Regions from separate parts of the Mus musculus genome. Here region 1 is linked to region 2. Evidence: chromatin contacts called from public promoter capture Hi-C data. All regions are on one chromosome and are shown on one strand. The core of a region is the stretch at or near the end of the contact, and the rest is flanking DNA. Distances in the headings are between cores, read along the strand shown.

What was found. Promoter capture Hi-C pulls out the DNA fragments that hold promoters and counts their contacts.
Region 1: a contact with region 2 is called in a promoter capture Hi-C map of 3T3-L1-derived adipocytes, with 3 times the contacts expected there. The contact joins the enhancer-like site here to the promoter of Eml5 in region 2. A contact is called at or near these places in 8 of 39 promoter capture datasets (the 3T3-L1 cell line, 3T3-L1-derived adipocytes, the HPC-7 cell line and 4 more), 4 of 484 Hi-C or Micro-C datasets (the C2C12 cell line, embryonic stem cells, nephron progenitors and 1 more) and 2 of 115 datasets of contacts at active chromatin or transcription factors (embryonic midbrain and forebrain).

The regions. Positions count from the first base shown.
Region 1 is chr12:99,080,530-99,086,401 of GRCm38.p6, reverse strand. No RefSeq gene overlaps it. Among named protein-coding and RNA genes, the nearest start is that of Gm40554, 59 kb to the right of the region's middle. Within about 2 kb of position 2,036, at least 41 of the 459 cell types and tissues checked have an H3K27ac peak or open chromatin away from gene starts, as enhancers often do. A contact at or near this core is called in 3T3-L1-derived adipocytes, hippocampal neurons, neural progenitor cells and 1 more, where this site is marked.
Region 2 is chr12:98,897,351-98,903,479 of GRCm38.p6, reverse strand. It overlaps Eml5 (echinoderm microtubule associated protein like 5), which reads left to right and starts at 1,996. Exons shown (of 44, transcript NM_001081191.1): 1 at 1,996-2,648. The coding sequence starts at 2,452.

The DNA of each region.
Region 1 (5,872 bases), core at 787-3,286, 180 kb before region 2:
CGTAGACAGAAGAGTTGTGTGTGTGAATGTGTGTGTGTGTGAGTGTGAATGTGTGTCTGTGTTAGCTCTGAATGGTGTCCAACTCAGAGAAAGTAAACTTATGACAGATTTTGAGCTTTGAAAATTGCATTCTAAGCCCTCCTCAGACAGTGTGCTAAGAACTATTTAAGCTTATTTTTCTTGATAAAGAGGGTGGTGCTAATGGTGTGCAGATGGCCTGTGTGTGCTTATATATGTATATATGCGCATGTCTATGTATACATGCACACACACACATATATATACATACATGTATATATACATACATGTACATATGCACACATATATGTGTTTATGTATATATGTATATGTATGTATGCACACACACACACACACACACACACACACATCTATGCTTTGCAGAAAGCATCCTCAGAGTATCATGACTTGTCTTGTGTTTAGCACTTGGGTTCTTTTTCTACCTGAAACCTCCTTTCTCCTACTGCGTTAGCCACTCTCCTACTTCTATTGCTGTAATAAAATATCTTGGCAAAAGTAACTTCATGGAGAAAGGGCCTGTCTTGGCTCTCAGTTCCAGGGTACAGTCTGGGCTTGAGCAAGCTGGTCACAGTGCCTCAGCAGGCAGGAAGCAGAGGAGTGTGGGCGATCCTGCTCAGCTAGCTTTCTCCTTTATATGCAACCAGGGCCTAAGCCAAGGAGTGGTACTGCCCACTATTAGGGCAAGCCTTCCCCTTGGTTAACCTAATCAAAGATAATCCCTTGCAGGTGTTCTTGGGGGCCTGTCTCCTGGGCGATTCTACAGCCTATCAAGTTGACAGTCGACACTGCCTATCATACCTACGTAACCAAGGATCTTATTACCCGATCAGATGCTGTAGTTAGTTAATTCTGCAATCAGTTATGGTGCGGTACCAGACCAAATAGCTGATCACCTCCCTTGCTCTCTGTTGGACTGTTGGTGTCAGCCAAAGGCCCATGTGTTAAAGGCTTGGTTCCCACCCATTGCACTACTGAGAGGTAGGGACCTGGTGAAGCTATTAGGGGCATGCCCTTGAAGAAGGCATTGGGAATATACTTTCTGCCCTGTTTCCCAGACACGATGAGGTTAACAGGCCTCCTACTTTGTGTACTCCCACCATGATTTTGTCTTACCACAGAACCAACCAGCTATAGACTTGAAACCTTGAAAACTGTGAGCTTTTAAGATAAAGCAATCCGTCTCTTGAATTCATTTACAGTAATGGCATACCATCACAGCCCTGTGCCTCCAAGCACAGTGACTTAACGACCATTCATTTCGCTGAGACCACCATCTTTAGGTAAGAGAACCTGCCCGGGGCACTGATTCAGGGCTCTGTGTTCCTTCTTCTGTCTTGCTGCAGTCACCCCCAAAGTCATTGACTTCCCTTGTTGGTCTTCAAGATCAGAACCAAGTTAAAGGTGTTTCTACTTTCCTACTTCTAAGGATGGAAAGAAGGAATTTGGGGGTTTCTTTTCCTTCTTCTTAGGTGACTGACAACTGGGAGTAAGGTTCTGTGGTGGGATGTCCACAGACCTGGCTGCAGATAGCCGGCATTGGCCGTCAGCTCTGCTCACTGCTGCTGGAGCAAGCATCGACTCTCTCTCTCTCATGCTCCGTACAAAATGGTTTAACTTTGACCTCGCAGGCTGTGGCAGTTTCTAGGAACCCCTGGGAATAAATCCTAACGGCTCTTTTCTCTTACAGCTCTCTTCTTTTCCTTTTAGGAAAAAGGCCTTGTCAGAGGTTTAGCCATTGAAGCTAAGCCCCAGGATTCCTAATCCTTTCAGCCTCAGCTTCCCGACCTCCATGAGGCTCAAGGGCAGGGTCACGAATGTGTCGCAAGGCATAAAGGTGGACACTGCGTCCCAAGACTGGCCATCAAGGGGAGAGTTGAGGTGCCTGCTCTGTACCCCTGGCCTGTCCCTGCCTGGGGCATGCCTAGCCCTGTGTCGTCTGCTGGAGGGCGGTGCGGCAGCGCCACCGTGTGGCCGCGCGACATCAAAGCGCTGCGACTCCACCCGCTGGGGTTGTCGCGCTGCTCAGCCAGGAGCCTAGTTAGGATGCTTGGCTTAGGACATCTCCTCTGGTCCCCATATCGAATTTTTCTTTGCACTGCCCCCTGGTGGAGCTGTTTCTACCCCGAGGTGCAGAGGACTTATGCAAAGGGACAGTTATCATCAGAGGCTGCAGTCTAGCCGTCAACATGTACCCCAATGGTTTGAGCTCTCTGGTCTCAAAAAACGAGGAAAACAAAAAGCAAAAGTCCCCAGAGAGTCTCTCATCATGCCAGATCATGCGTTTTCCCGGAGTCAGGAGATGAGATATAACTCCCAGCCCCTGAGACATGCCCAGACAGACAGACATGGACCGCGTCTGCAGCAAGAACCACTCTTTCTACCTTCGGGATCTTTCGCTAGCCAATGTGTAGCACCCTGATCCAAGCTTGGTGATTCCAGGAATCGCCCCAGGGGGCTCTGCCTCAGCATAAATATTCCCCAGGTTTAGGAGGTCCCTATGTAGGCTGGGTTCTGGATACTAGAAAGGGAGACTTAACATCCCGCACTTCTGTTGCTATGGAAACGCCCCCCTCCCCGCAGGTAGACATATGTTAAACTCCAGCGATAAAAGAGCTATAGGGACCTTTAACTTATAGCGGCAGTGGGGGATGGAGGACTGCTCAAGGTCGCCCAGTTAACAAAGGTAAAAACCCAAGCCATTCTCCATTAGGAGAAGATGAAGCTTTGAGTACTCCTTGCTTCTCCATTCGGAGACATCTTCACAGAGTGAGGAGCTTTAGCCTGAGAAAGGCCCAGGAAAGATGGGGATTTGGAAAGAGAATTCATATCCAATCAGAGAACCTTGATTTTTCTACTTCTCCTTACTCAATCGGTTTCCAGCCTCTTCCTGGTCTGTTTGCAGAATAGGAGCACACCCAGAGCAGTATTATTGGTATCTGTCTGTAACAACGAAAGAAGAGACAGCCCAGTCATAAGGATCTGTCCCTGGTAGGTATATCCTGGGGGTGTTCACAAATAAATCTGGACCTGGTGCAAGTAACAATTTTAAAGCACTTGTCAAGTGTAAAGGAGCTCCAGGAACCAGCACATTCGCTGTTTACAAAATGTTGCAAGCCTTGTGATTAGCATCATTGTTCACGGAAGGAAACTGAAGCACAGTGAAGCATTTCAACTAAAGTCATTCAGAGAGCACCCAGCCTTCTCAAGTCCAGGTGCTCCTTCAGCCACCACGCTGCTGATGAAGAGGGGACACGAAAAGCATCTGTGTGCGCACGGGAGCCTGGGGGCCAGAGCCTGGGGCCCGGAGCCTGGAGAAAACAAAGTGTGCCCCCAACAACAGAGTTTTGCAATTAAAGTCCTGGGATGGTAGAAACAGGTCTCTCTCTCTCTCTCTCTCTCTCTCTCTCTCTCTCTCTCTCTCTCTCTCTCTCTCTCCCCCTCCCTCCCTCCCTCCCTCCCTCCCTCCCTCCCTCCCTCCCTCCCTTCCTTTCTTTATGAGACAGAAAGATGCTAAGATCTTCTTCTTGTGCTTGTCCTTCATCATTCTGTGTGGGAGGAAGATGTTCTCTGCATCTGGGAGAAATATCACCACATCATACACAGAGACCCACATGAACCCTTTGGTACCCTCTTAGACACAGCATCCTCATTCTCTACGGAATTGTACTTCTGTTTGGAGAAGGGATGCTTGCCCCTTTACAGCTTTTTAAAACTGGCAACGACAGATAATACAACAGGTTTTTTATTTTGTTTTTAAAGACAGGGTTCCTCAGGGTAGTCCTGGCTATCCTGGAACTTGCTCTGTGGATCAGGCTGGACTTGAATTTAGAGATTCACCTGCCTCTGCCTCCTGGATACTGGAATTAAAGTAGTATGCCACCACCACCCAGCTTTTTGTTTTGTTTTGTCTTGGTGTGTGTGTGTGGTGTGTGTATGTGTGTGTGTGTGTGTGTGTGTGTGTGTGTGTGTCTGTCTGTCTGTCTGTCCGTGTCTTTGTGTCTGTGCAGCCTATACTTTGGATAGTGGAGTGGCAGATTGTATTTCTAAAAGCAGCTGGCCCAAATGCATTCCATCTCACACTTACGTAACTAAGATCCTCTCTTTGCACATTCCTAAGTAAACTTAGGATCCTTCCTCTATGTCTGCCCCTCCCAAACCTGGGTGAGATTTGTGCCAGTTTCAGTTGGTAGATTGGGACATCACTAAGTGCGCATAACTTTTGAGACAGATCATAAAAACTCCCTGTCCATCTACTCTGCTGTCTCAGGACATTTGCAGCCATGCTTTGAGGTAGTCATTGGTGGCAGGGAAAAAAAATGTGTAAGTGCCCCAGCCTCCAACTTCTTAAATTATAACTGATTTTTTTAAAAAATTTCTTTTTAGAACAGGGTTTGTCTGTGTAGCTCTGGCTATCCTAGAACTATCTCTGTAGACCAGGTTGGCTTTGAACTCAGAAATCCGCCTGTCTCTGCCTCCCAGGTGCCGGGATTAAAAGCGTGCACCACCACTGCCCGCCTGTCCAGTGCTTGATTTTAAAACTTGATTTTTTTAATTGATGATGAATTCCATTAAAAACCATTAAGTGAATCTTGGTTTTGGATAGCACAGGACTTCCAAATCCCAATTTTATTCTGAAATGGCCCTGCACGTCATTGTGTCGTGTGCACTACATATTCATGTGAAGCAGCAGTTGCAGCATTGATAATTTTAAAATCAAAATTTCACTGAACTCTGAGAAGCTTTGAAGAACTATATCCTGCGCTATCAAGATTTCATTCTTTATATAAAAATAACCAAGCATATTCATCTCAGTAGGGTGCAAAATTGCTTTACTGTTTAATAAGTGGCAAAGCTGCACATACGTATCTCTCAAAGCATTGTTTTAAAATGAACCTCTCTGTGGTTTATTGTCAGTAAATGTTTGATTTATGCACCTGTCTTATATAGCTGCACACCTAGGCTGTGTAAAATTATCTTAGGTTAAAAAAAAAAAAAGGTCATAAGTTACTGCTGAATACTTGCGGGGAGGCTAGCTTTTGAGCCACTTCAGCTAATGCTGTTGGGGACGGAGCTGGGCTCTGCCCACATTGAAGGTTCAGGGTCAGAATCATTTATTACCAATGATTTAAGCCACTAAGTTTGGGTGGCTCTAATGACTGTGAACACTTTTATTTTACTGTTATCCTCTGTTCTTCAGTGAAGTTCAGGCACATCCACTTCTAAGCATACGGAAAGATTTCCCCAGGGAGAGCTTTGAGGCAGAATCACTAGACCTAAGTCTCAGTCTCAAGGAGTGGCCCTCCAAGAATGGAGACTACACCTTGAAAATAGACTAAGCAAACCGTACAGTGTCAGCTTCCTAAAATTCTAAGGACACTCATTTAAGAATGGAGTGGTAAGAAGGACTGCTGTGTGATGGGAAAGGACAGATATTCGAACGGAGTGATCATGTTCTTCAAGGGCCAAAAGCCTGAGATTCAGGCTTCTTCTTGGGACAGAATAGCTCCAGCAGCTTCAACTCACAGACAGAGGTACCTTCTGGATATCCTCCTGAGATGCTGTCTATGAATCCCTAGCTGACTAACATCCTGGGCCAGGATCTCTCACTTGGGAAGTGGGCTAACATCAGTGGGGGCATTGGCACCACACATCCTGTTCCCTGTTCCCTTCCCTGCCTCCTATTAGAAAGCCCGGCTGTGTGCTTGTGTGCGAGGGCATTAAAAGGAGAGCCTGCCTTTGCCTGTGTGTGCCGATTCTTCTCTCCAGAGATCAGGCCATGCTGTCTGACTCTGTGTCTGTCTGTCCATGGTGTTAATAAGTTTTCTAGTAAACT
Region 2 (6,129 bases), core at 747-3,246:
TTTACTTCATATGTGTATATCTGTTTATGTATGTACACATGCATGCGGACATGCCTTTGCATGTATGGGTAGAGAGGCTAGAGCTCAGTGTTGTCTTCCTCTATGCATCTTACTAAAATTTTAAAATCACATTTATCTATCTATCTATCTATTTATTGGTGACTACCAGGGGCACATGTGTAAGTGAGAATCAGAGGACAATGTGCATGGGTTGCTTCTTTGTAATATACATGGTTCTCAGGGGTCAAACTACAGTTGTCAGATATGGGGACAAGCTCTTTTACCTACTGAACCATTTTGCTAGCCCAGTCTTCCGCTGAACCTGGGCCTCAGTCGTTTTAGCTGGGCTTTACGGTTAGTGAACCGCCATGATACACCTGTCTCTGCCTCCTTAGCAGTCAGCTTTTTATGTGAGACCTGGAGATGCGAAGCTCAGTTCTTATACTTGGGCAGCAAGCACTCACCTTCTTAGCCATCAGCCCATGGCTGACCTTACATTTCTTTTATAGGCTGGAGGATACATATCTCGGTGCCAACACATGAACAGAAAACCACAAATAACTCCATTTGCTTGAATTTTAGAATACACCCCACATGTCTGAACTATGTAGCTTCAGACTGGACTAGGAGGCATCAGATTACCAAAGGATTATTGTTCTTTTACGTAAATGGTTCACCAGATGTTTACTTGTTGATCCATATCTGGGGTCTGGTTGCATGACTTTCAGAAAGCGGTAACACCTTGTCCAGGGTAAAGGCTTGACTGACTTCTCTGCCATGACCCTGCTAACAGATCGCATAGAGAACTGGTGAGATTTGCTTTCCTCTCTTTAGTATTCATGAATGGTTCACTTTCCAGCCACCGCTGTGCCTCCGTCATCTCTTTTGGTCTTAAGTTGTCATCTGAGGATGGCTTAATTAAGAATGTTTTTGCTTCAAACTCTACCCTTGGGTCATTAAAAATTGCAATGGAAAATATGATAATGGGAAAATAAATTATTTAAATCTAGTATTAATCTGAAGTTCTTAAATATGTACCATGGGATCTGTAAAACATTGTGTTGAAAAAAAAACTGTACAGAGAGAAATTCTTATTCTTCTACACCCTACCTCATAAAAATTATATGTAGCTAGTGATTAATATTTCACGATGTACGGCAACAAATATTTAATTTTTTCTAAGCATACATAGATGTTACATAGTCAACATCTCTTCCAGGAGTAGTCTACCTGATCACAATTATTTAGGCCATCTGATTTCACAATTACTTTAAAACATGCCCTTCTTCATTTTAATCAAGAGATAATTGCTGCTATCCAAAACAGCAGCTGAAAGATCTGCCAGCGGGGTGGGGGTGGGTGGTGGTGGGGTGCGTGGGGGGGGGGGGTGGGTTCGGAGTTTTGGTGGGGACAGTGATGCACATTTGTAATCTCAGCATTCAGGAGACAAAAACAGGAGGATTATGAGTTTGAGGCCTGTTGAACAACAGTAGTAACAAATCCAGGACTATTTATTAGGACAGTGTATCTAATGTGTCAAAAGCACATTTGCGAGGTTAGGTTTTCTTCTTGCCAAATTTCTGGACCAGAGAGCACCATGATAAGCAAACACACACGTATATGTAAGGTATGGAGGAGGCGATTAAAGAATAAAGTGAACATTCTATTCTGGTGTTATTCATTGGCATATGAAATAGCTGAGGTCTAAGGGCAAGCGGGATTCCCCAGAGATTCCTGAGCAAGCAAACCCAGCAACAGGAATCCAAATCTGGGTGGGGTAATCCAGGTCTCGCGAGGGTGGGAACGGGTGCTTAGATCTTGGTAGGGAGGACTGCGTGGGGGGGGGGGGCGGGGGGGCGGGGGGCGTTAACCACAGCCTGGTGGTGGTGAGCAGGGAGCTCTCTGATTCCGCTCTACTCCGGGAGGGGCGGGGCCACCTGAGAGGTGGGGCTAGCGCAGGGGAGGGGCGGGGCCGCGCGGCTCCGCCCTCCCGCCACTCAGCTGGGCTCGGGAGCGCGCGGCGCGGCTCCGCCGGGGCTGTGGAGGCGAGGTAGCGGCTAGACCGGAGCGCCGCAGGTGACCCGGGCGGGGAGTCCGGTGCGCGGGGCGGGCGGAGAAGAAGCGGGCTGGAGGCGCGTCCCCGTCCCCCCTCTTCGCTTGGTTGTCTTCCAGCCTAAGGCACTGGGCTGAGGGGACACGGCGAGCTCCCAGACGCGCGAGGCTCCCGGACAGCCGGCGGCGCTCGCGGCCCTCAGCATGTTCGGTGAGGCGAGGCTTTTCCTCCCGCCCGTGGGCTGAAGCGGCGGCGGCGGCTGCGGCGGCCACGCAAGCGAGATGCACCTGCCGGGCTCGGCTTAGAGGAGCGTCCGGGCCGCCAGCGGGAGAGCTTTCGTCACCCAGCCCCGGCGGCGACCGCGGGCCCGAGCCGCAGCGACGGGTGGGCGCACCGACATGGCGGCTCGGAGCGCCCCGAGCTGCCACCTGCGGCTCGAGTGGGTGTACGGCTACCGGGGCCACCAGTGCCGCAACAACCTCTACTACACGGCGGCCAAGGAGATCGTGTACTTCGTGGCGGGGGTCGGCGTGGTGTATAGTCCGCGGGAGCATCGGCAGAAGTTCTTCCGCGGCCACAGCGACGACATCATCAGGTACGGGCTCGGGGAGGCGGAGGGGTGGGGTGGGAGGGGGACCGCTGTCACCCCTGCCGAGCGCCCTCGGAGTTTGCAGCTGCCTGTCCTTCTGGAAGTCGTGGCCGTTCACGCAAAGGGGCATCACCCAGGACAGCGATGTGCATCTATCTGGTTCGGAGCCCACCCACTTACCACTCCGCTTTCCGCAGCGCCCTTTTCTAGGGGAGCGAGCCTACGGATGCTCCGCAGGCCTTCGCTTGACTGGATTTGTGACCTTTTCCGTTCCATCAACATCAGGAGTTTAGACTCCGTGATTGGTTTCTTGTTAAAAAGGAAATCTTATTTCGCTAGGGAAAGGAAACACTTGACAGAAGACTAACCCAAGCTCTGCGGTACTCAACTCTTGGCCGTAGTTATTAGTTCAGATTTCACTATCTGCAATTATCAGCAGATAGCAAAGAAACTCATGTGTTACTCGGAAGGCAATTCACTAGAGGTTAAAATTCGCACGCTGGAAGGCACTTGGAGGGTATGTCTTTTATGAGAAATAACCTTTACCACACCGATTTCCGATTCTGTTTATCTTCATCAGAGTAACCTTAAGTTTACTTTCTTATTAGTAATTTCAATCACAGGGTGACAGTATCTTGCTCTCTATTGATCTGAATCTTAACGTTGGCCGAGATGTTTGGTAAGCTGTACATATAAAGGGTAATTTTCCACATTTCAGTCGAACTCTAATGTTAAAGTTGGGAGCGTTTGAATTGATTATTGCCTCAAGCACATTTCTGTCTTCCAACAAAGCGAATGTATTACAGAAAAATTTGCAAGTGTGTTATGTTGTTGCTTCTGTGTTCTTGACCCGGGTTCTGTGAGCAGGCATATTTGTTTCTTCGTGGATGTTTCGAATTAGGCACATCAAAAATCAGTATAGTGGTTTGATGCAGCGTAAGCAAGACACTCTGGTGCTGAAACTCTACGAGATTGTTATTTTAGCTCTCTGTACATATATAAGGGGGAAGGGGACCCCAGGCAATTGGAAGGTCAGCTGGGATGGAACAAAGTAAAAGTTAACAGCATATAAGATTGCAGAGAAGGGAAGGCTTGGTGGGGGCTTATTATCATTCTCTTGTTCATTAGACACTGCAGTGAAGGTTTTCCAGATTCTAGTTTTTTGGAAAGGAATCTGACAAGCAGTTTTATTTTTCTCAATTTAGGAATTTTCTGTTGTAGTGGTAGTCAAGGCATGAGACCTAGTGAAAGCCCCAAATCACTAATTTGAACAGAAGTTAATAGTAATTTCCCATCTTATTCACCCCAAGAAGAGAGTTATCTCATTTTCTTTTCTTTTCCCTCTGTCCTGCCATGTCTGTCCTTCTGTATGGATTGGGCCTCTAGCTTTACAAAACTACATGAATAGCTTTTGAGTAGCAGCCTCCCACCAGATATTACCAGGTTAAATTAAGTTAGTGGTGAGGACGTGAAGGATATGGCGGGTGTGATCATGAGTGCAAGACCCTGTTTGTATGGAAGTTTTCCAAAACTTGATGGGGTTTATTTGAGAGGAAGATGAAGCTATGCCTTCATTCTCCTAGCAGTAGTTAGAGGCTGTGTTATATAGCACACTGTTTGACTTTTTTTTTTTTTTTTTTTGGTCATACTGCAGATTGAACAAATAGGCCTCACAAATGGTTAAGCGCTGGCTCACTGAGCTACGCTGACTGTGGTTTTTATATTTTTTTGAGTAAACTGTAAGGAAGGTTGTACTTTTGTCTTGTGCAAAAGTTGTGCAACCCATACATGCATCTCAAAACACTTCAAATTGCAAACATACTCTACATGTCTGTGATTTGATGCAAACGATATATTATTATATAATTTATGGCAATTTAAAAAGATCTGAAAAGTTGTTGTGGGCAGTAAAGTTGAAACCATGCAGTGTATTAAAGATTGTGGCACAAATTTAATACAATACTAAGAATATAGTTGAGAAATGGAAGTACTTTGGAAATTGTATTTCAGATAATGACAAATTATTCTTGTGAAATAGAATAGTCAAATATTAAAACCTGTTTTTTTTTCAATTCAGTGCTTAACCTGTAAGCATAGAAACCACTCCAGTAATTTCTCACTATTTCACAGCAGAAGATACAGCATTCATGCATGTAACAGATGGTTAGAAAGCCATGTTATGATTTAATTAGCCTTAATGAAAATATTTTCATGAGTTTTATTTCTATATCTACTTAAAATTTCCTTGTGATTTGTTGGTGAAATATAACTTTAGGCTGAGACTGTTCTAAAGTGAACTGGCAATTATCATTTGGTTTTAAATCTGTAAGTGCTATGTTGGTTTTAAAGTTTGAATAGTCTGTTATTTGTTTGATGCTTCTATACTCTTACTGTCACCGAGGATGATATGACATTTTATTGCAGCCTTATATTTGTCTGCCTTCTTTTGCCCTTGTCTGTGTGTACTCCACTTCTCTAGGCATTATTCTTTTACTGCTAATTATTCCAATAACTTGTTTATACTTAGATGTGAACTTCAATGCCAAAATAATACAAGATGTTTTCCTTTTGTGCTCTCCCCTGCGTGCGCGTGTTTCAAGTTCGTTTGTTTCAATTTCTCTAGTAGGTGTTTGCAACAGTTTTTAGACTGTTATACTATGTTGCAAGTTCTATATTTAGGGTAAGAGGCTTATCAATGATCTGGTTTGTATTTTGAAACTTTTGCTAGCTGGTTTCCCCAAAGGATCTGGTAGTGTTTAAATTATGTTTTTCTTGTTATTTATTGCCTACCAACATTTATTTTGCAAAGTAGTGGATATTATCAAAAGTTCTCAAATCATGTATACCAGGAAGGGTCATGGATGGGATATAATTAATTTGGTATGTTTTCCTATTAGCCTCTAGTTGACTCAGTTGTCACATTTTATAGATCTAGAACTTGAAATGTTTTAAAATTAATTCCATTTATTCCTTCAAAAGACTTATTTCTTCCTTTTTTCCTTAAAGACTCAGCTTCAGTCCTCGGGGAAACAGTCATCTCCTGTGTCATACTCTGTGTTATAACAGAATATCTGAAGGCTGTTTTACTGCTTTCACCAACCCCTCTAATATTTATTTACCTTTGGTTCTGTTTTGCTGTAGCCATTTTTCTCAGGGTCACTAATGACTTACACATTGCCAAATCCAGTGGTGAGGTGTCAGCTCACATCTTTTTGATTTTTTTTTTTTTGTCACCACTCAACCCATTTGTTCATGCCCACCTTTTTAAATACTCCAAAAATTTGAAAGTTGATACATAAAACTAAAAAGTGCACAAATTTTGATATGTGTATATATTGATTAATGTTTAAATCTATGTAAAAAATGTTTCTGGCCTTAAACCTTTATCATTTCTTTTTGGTGAAAACATAGGAAAAAAAACCCTTTAGTTTTAAGAAATACATAGTTCATTTTCATTAACTGTAGCCACCCTACTGTGCAGGAACAT